Regions from separate parts of the Zea mays genome. Here all the other regions are linked to region 1. Evidence: chromatin contacts called from public Hi-C data. All regions are on one chromosome and are shown on one strand. Each heading gives the region's core, a stretch centred on a gene start, on an enhancer-like site or on the middle of the called end of the contact. The rest is flanking DNA. Distances are from core to core; before and after follow the strand shown.

The links. Hi-C and Micro-C count contacts between places; a contact is called where the count stands out from the background.
Region 2: a Hi-C map of tassel shows a contact between it and region 1, with 2.9 times the contacts expected there. The contact joins the promoter of LOC100192604 here to the enhancer-like site in region 1. A contact is called at or near these places in 2 of 25 Hi-C or Micro-C datasets (ear and tassel).
Region 3: a Hi-C map of leaf shows a contact between it and region 1, with 2.9 times the contacts expected there. The contact joins the promoter of LOC100381705 here to the enhancer-like site in region 1. A contact is called at or near these places in 2 of 25 Hi-C or Micro-C datasets (ear and leaf).

What each region holds. Positions count from the first base shown.
Region 1 is chr3:205,633,474-205,637,419 of Zm-B73-REFERENCE-NAM-5.0, forward strand. It overlaps the pseudogene LOC100272503. Among protein-coding and RNA genes, the nearest start is that of LOC100192885, 16 kb to the right of the region's middle. Within about 2 kb of position 2,413, at least 18 of the 20 cell types and tissues checked have an H3K27ac peak or open chromatin away from gene starts, as enhancers often do. A contact at or near this core is called in ear, leaf and tassel, where this site is marked.
Region 2 is chr3:205,446,612-205,450,328 of Zm-B73-REFERENCE-NAM-5.0, forward strand. It overlaps LOC100192604, which reads right to left and starts at 1,605. Exons shown (of 6, transcript NM_001137819.1): 1 at 1,214-1,605; 2 at 631-1,128; 3 at 351-493. The coding sequence starts at 643. LOC100274555 reads right to left here and starts at 3,494. Exons shown (of 1, transcript NM_001148910.2): 1 at 1,789-3,494. The coding sequence starts at 3,437. The coding sequence ends at 1,971.
Region 3 is chr3:205,420,867-205,424,771 of Zm-B73-REFERENCE-NAM-5.0, forward strand. It overlaps LOC100381705, which reads right to left and starts at 2,489. Exons shown (of 1, transcript NM_001174514.2): 1 at 627-2,489. The coding sequence starts at 2,348. The coding sequence ends at 756.

The DNA.
Region 1 (3,946 bases), core at 1,163-3,662:
CTGTGATAACTCTCCTTCGATTAATTCACCCTGATGGTGATTTGCCTCACGAAGAGGTTCATCTTGATGATGAAATTCCTAGCAATGCGCGCAATATCATTGTGCTGGGAATACAGAACAATGAATCTTTCGTTTTGGGAAATGACGGAGATCATTATTAAATGTGGGAGACAAATATGTTGACACCTATCTTGTCCCTCTAGATTGCAAATGGATCCAAAACAAAGTCCTAGGCATGAGTGTTTTAAGCTCTCTTATCGGGTCATTGATAAATGCAATCGAGGCTGAACCAATAATCGCAAAATAAAAGTCGCGAGCTTGAAGTTCGGACATTTATGGGCACTGCTGAAATAATATGTGGTGAATGCGATGGTTCAAGTGGTCTTGTGAGAGATCTATCCCACATATGTGTTGAATAAACACTGTTCCGCTATGTAATATATCTGACAAATGGCATGAATTAAAATATGCAGTTAATAGGATTCTGAAGATCCGTCATGAGATCCTAGAAGGACTCGTATCTTTGAATTATAAATATGCAACATATAAATCTCTTACCGAATAATACATTCCTGATGAATGAACACTCTCCTATGTAGAGAGAATATCTCCTAGATGAGATTATAGTTCCTTGATGGAACCTTTCCAGAAGAAATAAAGTCTGTGTTAAACACCAAAGTTTGATAATCCCTATAAAGGGATAAAGACCCATATAGACCCGAGAATGAATGAAATGAGGAACCAAAGGACTTGAAGTTTGCTTGATAAGCACATGTGCATGTCACGAGTTTTACCGAGTGTATGTACACTCGTGTATTCCATCATATGTGGAATTACGGTATCCTCTAAAGCCCTGATGGCAGAAACCTATAAGGTTTAGGTGTTACTGGCAAAATATCCCATTGTACCAGAATGACAGACTATAACGATGTATCTGATCGATGAAAAATCCCTGATGGATTACGATCTTTGATGGACTTTTGTTACACCATCATAGATGTTGCGATGGATGAACGCCTGGAGCGATGTGTCATATTTAGAATATGTACTATTGCAACTATATTATCCCCTAAGTCCTAATGAAGGACATGTTATTTGCTTTGCACAACTATGTATAAATTGTGGTGTAAGATAGAAAATGATAGCACTCCAACCTCATCCGTTCTCGTTATTCCAGATGAACAATGAGACATATATATTGAAGAATATGCTTGAGTTATGAGGGATAACGACTTTGACAGATGTCATCGTCAGGGGGAGCGAATGCTTATATTGATCATAATCGTGAGACAATAAATGTCATATTCTATGTCCTGAAGGCGTGAGCTTGATGATCAATATACGAACCTTTATGGAACTTTCTATCAAATATATAGATCCAGTCGATCGAACACCATCAGTCAAAGTGGCTTATTTATATTGATACGTGCACTTACCTCGTATATCCTAGAAGTGAGTAGAGGTAAAGTTCCTGAAATAGTCCTTGCAAGGATATGCAATCTGTTTGCTAAATCTTTATGTGCATATACTTTTAGAAGAAGATGTTGTGCCATATTGATACGGTTTTGCAAGGATCAAGGGGAGCACATTTCTAAATTTAGCTCTTGTAGAAGATTCGATGTAATCTAGATCTAGAAGATCGAAATATGTCCTGATGACAGTTGATGCACTCTTTTCCCCTTAGTGAGTTTTCTTGAAGTTTCTCACATAAGGTTTTTAACGAGGCAACAAAGTGCAAATGCAATTGTATCACCATGCACTCTTTCTCCATATTTTTTCCACTGGGTTTTTCGGAGTTTTAACGAGACATGTGTTGGTCGCGATATTCGCCCAAGGGGGAGTGTTAAGTAACCCTAGTTAGGGTTATGTGGGCAAATACCTACTTTGCCCACGATGGGTCTCACATCTCTATATAATGAACCTATACACCTCATAATATAGTGAAGAGATCAGAAAGAGGTCAGAGACCCAACTCTATATCATGTGTCTCGTGTGTTTCCTCTGTCGTGCTTATGGGAAGGGAGACGGGTTCTCTACAGCTTCTCGCGCCTTTACTGTTGACGGGAGGAAAGGGAGCGGATCTGGTGATCCGCGATAACGTAGTTCTCAACAATAATTAGATCAGATCCGAATACAAAAGGTAAGTTAGGGCTTGGTGCTCTGTTTCGCACACCTGGTGGTGCTTGCCGACGAAGGGCCCGAAGAAGACCTGGGCACCTGGCGCTGGGCGGCAGCGACGGGCCAACCAGTCGTTGGCTCGTTAGTCGTTGCTGGGGGCACTGGGGCGCTCGCGCAAACGGAAGGGTTTTTGGCTTGCAGCATCACGCATTCACGCTCGCGCTCGGGGCATTAACGCTTGGATCTATGCGCGAGTGGACTGCTGGGCTGGGCTGGCCTAGCCTTGTGCACACCTGCGCGAGAGGCAACCACGTACCCAACAAAAAAAAATGCCTCGTGGGCAATACGTCTGAAGGAATCACTGTATCAGGCCCAGTACGATTTTTTTGTTGTTGTGTATTTCATACTTCGAAAAGCATAGCTTTTTATCAGAGTGTTCGTTTACAATTTTGCTTGCACCACTGTGCTGATTACAATGAGATCTACAAAGATAAATAAATGCATGATTATTTATTGACACTCACAAACTAATCTTAGTTTTTTTCCTAATTGACAGGTTTGTCGTTTATCTTTTGCTGTATGTTTGAAATTGTTGCATGAAGCAAAATGTTCTTGCCTTTTCTGAGGTGTTATCATGAATCTTATCTTATGGCATATATTTATCGATCACCAAACCGTTTATCGTCTTGTTTGCGCGATTCAGTTATAGATAAATAGTACCGAATACAATTTGCTTTTATATATTACTTACGTTCCTATATTATATGTCTTCGATTGTTCGCGACTCTTCCATACCTATTTTTTTAGAGCTGGATCCACCACTGTCTCTATGCTAATGAACATCGTGGATCGAAGGTGTCACCGTGAACTTTTCTGCACGAGCGGAGTTGAAGTCCTCTCGCTTAATTGCCTGACCAAGACAGCAACAGCATGCGTTCGGTTTCCATCGTAATTGAGGAGTCTAGCATGGACACTCTTATAGATGGCGTGCTTACACTAGAATATACTTGCTAAAAGAAGATTAAAACAAAAATGACTCCGTATTACTAATATGTTCATCACCTCATCAGTATACACATGTGTACAATAAACTTTCATTATATACAAGGTATATGGCATATATATCAGTATTTCGGGGAGTCAGGCACATTTTTTCTCCTTTTTTCCCCTTTCCGGTTGGTTATTATACAGGTCAACTGGCGTGCTGGCGCGCACGTTTAGCTTTTTTATGTTATATATTTTTACCGAACCGAAGCAAACAATTTTATATGCATAACATGAGAATATGTTGTAGCAACTGATGAGTTTATAGATGGTTATATTACATGGCAATACATAGATATTATATATAGCATATCGAGGGTAAGGTTTGCTTAGAATATATTGTAGCAACTGATGAGTTTATAGATGGTTATATTACATGACAATACATAGATATTATATATAGCATATCGAGGGTAAGGTTTGCTTCATAGAAGAAGGCACACATAATATTTATAGACAAAATAGTGAGGAATATGCTTCGTTTGTTGAAGTTTGGGCGTGATGTTCAGAAGTATTCCTGCAGCCAATAATGGTAGGATATTTCAATCATAGAGTAAAGTTTTAGTCTATTTGAAGTTGTAGCTGCATTGTTTACCTTACTGTGTTGCACACAACGTCTACTCTTGTTGATTCTTAGGGTCTTGTTTGATCCTGGATGAATGTAGGATGAAAGTTTAGCTGTATAGTATAGCGAATGTACTAATGGAAGTAGTACTATATGATGAGATGAGAACTACAGACCTTTTTGTAGGTGATTCAAGTGTTGTTGCAGGAGCTCTATTTT
Region 2 (3,717 bases), core at 355-2,854, 190 kb before region 1:
TCTAGTAGTCATAATCCATTCCTACTTTTTTTTTGAAATTTGTGCCAAATATTTACAGGTCTTAGAAATGCTGAGTTTGTATTCTAGATTTTATATTGATGCTCTACGTTATTCCAAGCAAGCAAGTTGCCTGTGTAAGTGCATTAACAAGTTCACTGTCTATGGTCAGTACTTCTTTACAACTGCAGAACTGCTGCTTGCCCCCAACAGCTTGTAGATGTTGTGCACTGACCTATCGTCCACCTCAACGTGTTCCACCCAGGTCACACAAATCTCATGATCTAAACCATCAGGTACTGTACTGAGAACGTGTGAAAACTAAAGATCTCAATCATGGACAGACAACAGACCTTTGAGTAGCCATTAGGCTTTTTCTGGATGAGACATCCTGACACCTGGCGCTGGCAATTGAGGACTGAGCCGGGAAGCAGGCTATTCAGCGAGACGTCGAACCATGTTTCATCGGCGTTCTGCTTGTAGTACCGCACGACATCTGCAAAATTTCCATCACACTACTTCAGCAACCAACAGATGACATGAAACTACCTTTGCATGCATGCATCCCAGATGATTCAATGATTCAGAAATTAAACCATAGTAAATACTAAAACTCCTTTAAAAAAATCATACTTTGGCAAGCCATTGAATAAGGAATTTCCTAATTCCTCATCATAATGAACTGGAGAGATTTTCTCATGCGTCATTCCAGAAGGTGCACGAATAACCTTTCCTGCATTTTCATGTCATAAATGTTTGAGTAACAAAAGCAGAGGCCATTAAAAACTACTGACCTGGTATAAAGATAAATGCTACCTCCAAATGCCTCCGTAATGCATCGCAGGCCCATGCAAACTCGAAAAATTAGGATAGGTGGCCTAATTCAAAAACAATCTACAATGATATTCCTGAATCTTGTGGCTCACCTTAAGAACAAATGTGAACATATTTTATTACAATCATAATGCATCCCCAATGTACTAATAACAGAATGATAAAGGATTCAAAATAAAGGACAAAGTCCCTTTTTTGGATGTTTCACCAAGTAGACATCCTCCCCCACATCGATTCAACAAGATGATATTGACAATCTCCTACACTTGAGCACGCTGCATCTGAAGTACGCCTCATCTGCAGCTTTTAGAACATTGAATCAAGAACCACATCAATGGAAGGCAACAAAGAAAGCCACGAGCATGGACAGATTCAGTTGAACCATGTGGGGTTGACGAGGAGGAGGAGCCTCATGTATGTGTAGCGCACATGTACAGAAGGGTTTGGAGGAATAGATTGGTGGTGGCATGGCTCGGGTGTTAGTGTTTTGCTGTCCTCCATCTCTACCTTGCCTATGAAGAGGACCGTCCGTCAGTAATGGAACTGGAGGGGGTCATGACGAAGGATGGGCATCAGAGCATGGTGGAGGTGGCCAACATCAGGGTGCGGATGGGCCCTTCACCCTTGAGCGGCGCTAGAGGGGGGCTACGCCCCGCGCGCTGTGGATAGAGGATGGTGAGGGGCCGGCGACATCTCGCGGCGGAGGGGTGGACGAGAGGCAGGGCGGCGGCGGTGGCGGGGGTTGCTGGCACGGGCGAGGGGCGAGCGATAAGGGTTCGGCGGCTGTTCGCGCCGAGGAGGTGAGTAGGTAGGGCGGTGGTGGCTGCAATGGGTTGCTCGCTCGCACGGATGGGTGGGGCTGACGACCAGGGGATGCGCGCGGGCGTTGGCAGCATCCGACGGGACGAAAACAGAGGCGTGGATGGACAGTTGAGATCGTTGGAAGGCAGAACGGCGGGGAGGCAGATTATCCTTGCTACCTTAATAAGTAGTATAGATATAGATATTGTTGCTACACACATGTTTTCTTTATTACTTGTTTATGGGATTTTTTTTCCTAAGCAATATGTATACTAATATTTTATTGAATAGTTTGTGTTACGTTGTATCGGGCGGTTAAAGATTGATCACTTCCCGACCTAATTAATATTCTTGACATCTGACAAGAATTGGAGAAATGCTGCCTTCGATGATCCCCCGTCCTCCAACGCCGCGTGTGCTTCTTTCTTCACCTCTGCCGCCCGTGTCCTAATCTCCCTCCCCTCCTCGGACTCCAGCACAAGCCTCACCTTCGTCTCTATCTCCTCAGCCTTGATGAAACCTGTGTTGTACCCCTCCAGCTCCAGCCCGATGCCCATGGCCTCGGTCATAAGTACCTTGTTGATCTTCTGCTCTGCGCCCTGTGGCCAGCACAGCATCGGCACACCCGCTGTGATGGCCTCAAGCGACGAGTTCCACCCGCAGTGGGTGACAAACGCGCCAACAGCGGGGTTGCTGAGCACGTCCACCTGCGGCGCCCACGACTTGATGACGAGGCCGCGGTCCTTGGTCCGCTCCAAGAACCCCTCCGGCAGAAGGGCGTCAAGGTCCGGCTCCGGGCGTGGCAGCCAGAATCGTTTCGGGTCGTCGCTGCTGGCCGGCGTGCGCACCACCCACAGGAACCGTTGCCCGGACTTCTCTAGGCCAGCGGCTATCTCCTTAAGCTGCTCCTCTGACAGCAAGCCCCTGCTCCCCCAGCAGAGGAACACGACGCTGCGCTCCGGCTGCGCGTCGAGCCAGGCGAGGCACTCATGCGGCCTCTCCGCCGCCTCTCCTCCGTCCGTCCCGCTCCCGCCCTTGCCAACCAACGGCCCGATGGGGTAAACAGGAGGCAACACTTTGCCAGGGACGCACAGCGGGTCACTGAACGCCTGCAGGGCCTGGGCCTCCAGCGAGTAGAAGGTATTGATGAGGACGCCCCGGGTGTCCGTGTCGCGCTTCCAGATCTTCGCCATTGCCGTGCGCACCTCGTCCTCCGCGTCCTCGAGCATCTCCCTGATGATGTGCGACGCCGGGATCGGCGGCACGCCAAGGAACTCGATGGGCGTGTCCCCGAGCTCCTTGAGGCCCGTTTGCCGGCCGTCAAGCAGCGCCACCGTCTGTGTTAAGACGGCCAGGGCTCCGGCGTTCGCCGCGAAGAACGTGTAGACGGGGACGCCCACCTTCGCGGCCACGTCGATGGCGTCGGTGCAGAACATGTCGATGACAAGGGAGTGCAGGCGCTCGCGCGGGATGGTGCGGAGGAAGCTCTCGAGCTTGTCGTTGTACTGGCCCAGCAACTCCAGCACGACGAGGAAAGGGTGCTTGGTGGAGCTGGCGAGGTCGGGGGGAGGGATCGGCGGGAGGAGGTGGAAGGTGATGGACGGGTTGGAGGCGGCGAAGCTCTCGACGAAGCTGGCGCCGGAGGCGTTCGACTTGATGGGCGGCTCCAGGAGCACCATGGTGACGTCGTAGCCGTGGCGGACGAAGACCTTGGCGAGCTGCGTCATCGGCGCGACGTGCCCGGCGCCGCCGCCGGGGTACAGAACGACGGTCTGCTTCGCTGTCGCTGGTACTACGTCGTCCATGTCAGCGGGCGGCGCGTGGTTCGGTCAACTCTATTGGATTGGAGGCAACGAAAAAACAGTAATAAATAACTGTGGTGTGGCTTCGGAGCTGCTGTGCAAAGGGGTGCCTGCGGGACCCAACTTTATAGCTGCGCGCAGGCAGGGGTGCCTTGCTGGCGAAGCAGCCGCTCCACTGAGATGGATGGGATCGAGGAATCTACGCTGCGAGCTGTTTGTGTTTGGATGCTACAACGTGGAAGTTGCCACACCTATTCGCCATCTCAGTAGACGACGTTGTCTT
Region 3 (3,905 bases), core at 1,239-3,738, 210 kb before region 1:
CATTCTATTGGTGGTGGTGGAGACTGGAGAGCGAGTATCTCGCTTCCGAAGCAATACTCTCGAAGAGGGCGATTGGTTGCTTGCAGTTGGCCTAGGCCCGTCCCACGACATGCAAGATTTCTATGAGCCTGGGCCCTATTTGGTTGTGTATCTAAGAGCATCTCCAAGAGGAACTCCTATAATTAGGGTCTCAAAAGCTAAATTTGACCTGATTCAAGTTAACTTGGATCAACATTTTTTATCAACTCCAACAACAACTACTAAACTCACTCCTAAACCCACGTGGTAGTTAACTCCGTGAGATTAGACACACATGAATAGGTCCCCTGGCTGGGGTGCTATATTTAGCAACTGTGACTCATTTGATAGAAATTTATAAAATAACAACTTTGTTGAAAGCTATTTTGAGATCTTAACTCCTATATTTGAATATATGACCCGACTTAAGTCCTCTCTTGGAGATGCTCTAAGATGCTAAAGATTGCTACATATTTTGTCACACTTGTTTAAAATTAGACGTTTGAATTCTTCACCATACTTTAGCATGTTAAAACAAAATCTTGTCATATTTTTATGATGAGTGGATCCTATGCAACATGAGAAAAATGTTACCACAAATATGGCTGCACACCAAACATATGCCTAAATATTTAATTATATAACCGATTTCATATCTTGATATTTTTATAAACAAAACAAATTTTATCTAGCCTGGCTCACCAATACAATCATAATAGACTGATGCGGGTAACCAATCAGCCTCTAACATTTGCAACATCTGACAAGAATCGGAGAAATGCCGCCTCCGACGAGCCACCGTCCTCCATCGCTTCCTCCGTCTCTTTCTTCAGTTGCAGCGCTCGTTTCTTAAGCCTCGTCCCCTCCTCGGACTCCAACGCTAGCCTCAGTTTTCCCTCAATTTCTTCAGCTTTGATGAGACCTGTCATGTAGCCCTCCATCTCCATCCCGACGCCCATGTCCTCGGTTATAAACACCTTGTTCATCCTCTGCTCCGCGCCCGCCAGTGGCCAACACAGCATCGGCACCCCCGCCGCGATCGCCTCCAGCGTCGAGTTCCACCCGCAGTGGGTGACGAATACGCCTGTAGCGGGGTGGTTGAGCACATCCACCTGCGGCGCCCACGACGTGACGACGAGGCCACGGTCCTTGGTCCGCTCCACGAAGCCCTCCGGCAAGAGCGCGTCCAGATCCGCCTCGGCACGTTGCTCCCAGTATCTTCCGGGCCCGTCCCTGCCTGCCGGCGTGCGCACGACCCACAGGAACCGTTGCCCACATCTTTCCAGGCCAACGGCGGTCTCCTTGAGCTGCTCCTTGGGTAGGGCGCCCTTGCTCCCCCAGCAGAGGAACGCGACGCTGCGCTCCGGCTGCGCGTCCAGCCACGCGAGGCATTCGTGCTGAGGGCCGCCGTCGCCTTCCTGTCTGCCCGTCCCAGTCCCAACCAACGGCCCGATGGGGTAGACTGGAGGCAGTGCCTGTCCGGGAACGCACAGGGGATCCCTCAGCGCCTGGAGGGCCCGCTGCTCCAGCGACTCGAACGTGTTGACCAGTACGCCGTGGGTGCCCGCGTTGCGCTCCAAGATCTCCATCGAGGTCCTGCACAGCTCGTCCTCCGGACTCTCCAGCAGCGACGTGGCGAGATGGGACGCCGGCATGGGCGGCACCCCGAGGAACTGAAGCGGCTTGTCCCCAAGTTCCTTCAGGCCCGTCAGCCTACCGGCAAGCAGCGCCGGCAGCTGGGTGAAGATCGCCAGAGTCCCCGCGCCTGAGGCGAAGAACTTGAATACGGGGACGCCCAGCCTCGTCGCCACATCGATGGCGTGGGTGCAGAACAGGTCGATGACGAGGGAGTGCAGGCGCTCCCGGGGGATGGAGCGGAGGAAGCTCTCGAGCTTGTCGTTGTACTGGCGCATCAGCTCCAGTATGAGGAGGAAAGGGTGCTTGGTGGAGCTGGCCACGTCAGGTGCCGGGGTCGGCGGCAGGACGTGGAAGGTGATGGACGGGTTGGAGGCGGCCACGCGCTCGATGAAGCCGGCGCCGGAGTCGGTCGACTTGATGGGCGGCTCGATGAGCACCATGGTGACGTCGTAGCCGTGGTGGAGGAAGACCTTGGCGAGCTGCGTCATGGGCCCGACGTGCCCGACGCCGCCGACGGGGTACAGAACGGCGATCTGCTTCACGGATACGTCATCCATCTCTGAGGCACGGGCGCACCGCGCAGTCGCGCACGACTGGTTAGGATTTGGGAATCTACTTTGACCTTGGGATTTCCTCGATCTGTGGCAGGCGCCAGGCAGTTCTGTTTGGCCATTCGCGTTTATAAATAACATCAATAGACCACCCGGAGTTCTGGCATTTGTAGTTTTGACAACGAAAGCCAAGACTCTGAGACCTAAAGACTTTAATGATTACAAGTGGGGATAAATTTTTATTCGGCGCATTACGGCATTAGCATTTGCGTCCGATTTTGCAACTTGAGCCGGACTTGTGATTTCATTCCACTCGTGGTTAGCCCGTCTCGACTCGATTCATTTTAATTTTATCACGAGTTAGCAAGCATCTTAACTTAGTTTGTTAATGAGCTAGCTTGAGCCTAAGCCGAGCTCGAGCTAGCTCGTTAGTTCGAACACAATAATTTATCAACAAAATAAAATTTACACCGTGTTCGATGAACTAATAAGTGATTCATATTAATTTGATGCGTGGATTGACATGGGATATGAAATTGTGAGTATTATAACTTTTTTATAGTGTTAAATTGGTTAGAATTAACAAGTAAGTGATTATATTATTTTATGTATATGTATATTGTTTTTGTCTCTCACAAGCTAAACGAGCCAGCTCATCTCGTAAATAAGTTGAGCCGAACAGATTATCTAGGTCGATTTTTTAATGAACCGAGTCAGCTCATTAATTTGATGTGTGAATTGACATGGATATGAAACTGTGAGTATTATAACTTTTTATAGTGTTAAATTGGTTAGAATTAACAAGTAAGTGATTATATTATTTTATGTATGTGTATATTGTTTTTTGTCGCTCACAAGCTATACGAGCCAGTTCGATCTTGTAAATAAGCTGAGCCGAACAGATTCTCTAGGTCGATTTCTTAATGAACCGAGTCAGCTCGTTATCTTAATAAACCGAACCAGCTTGTTATCTTAACGAGTCAGCAGAGACGTTAAACTAAATCGAGATGCATGGGTCGATATCTTATCCTAGTTACAACACACGTCTCTTCTACGTATAAAATTCGGTGGTCGCTTGTATTCTATTAAGATCCATTTTGCCGTCTCTAGAGACGTTGTCACTCTCATTATTGTTTTGCTCGAAAAAAATAAAATAAAAAACAGTAACCCGTGTTTTCTCCCGTCATTTCCCCTCTCGTCTATGGTCTATCCGTCTCTCCGAAGTGGAGGAAGATGATCTTTCATATATTTCTCCCACTCATCTAGGGCCGTGTTTGAGATTTCAAGGGGCTGGTTATATGGAGTACCTTTTGACCCATACATACATATAATAAATCTATAGTAAGTTATCTATAAATATTTTAAAATGTACAATAAATAATTACTACATTGAGTAAAAAAATACTTCATTAGAATTCACAACCATGAAGATAAGGGATTGCTCCAACCGCGATGGGTTTTATTTCTAGCACTCTAGTTTAAGTGCTTAACAGTAGTTTTAGATCTTTTTATCAGTTTTAGAGAGATATTTTACTGTTATAATCCTGTCATTTATGCCTTATAATTAGGGATGGCAACGGGGAATTCCCTGCCGGGGAATAGCTCCCCATCCCCGTCCCCGCGACGAAAAAACTTCCCCGCGGGGATCCCCACGAACGCTTGCGGGGAGCATTTCTTCCCCATCCCCGTTCCCCGCGG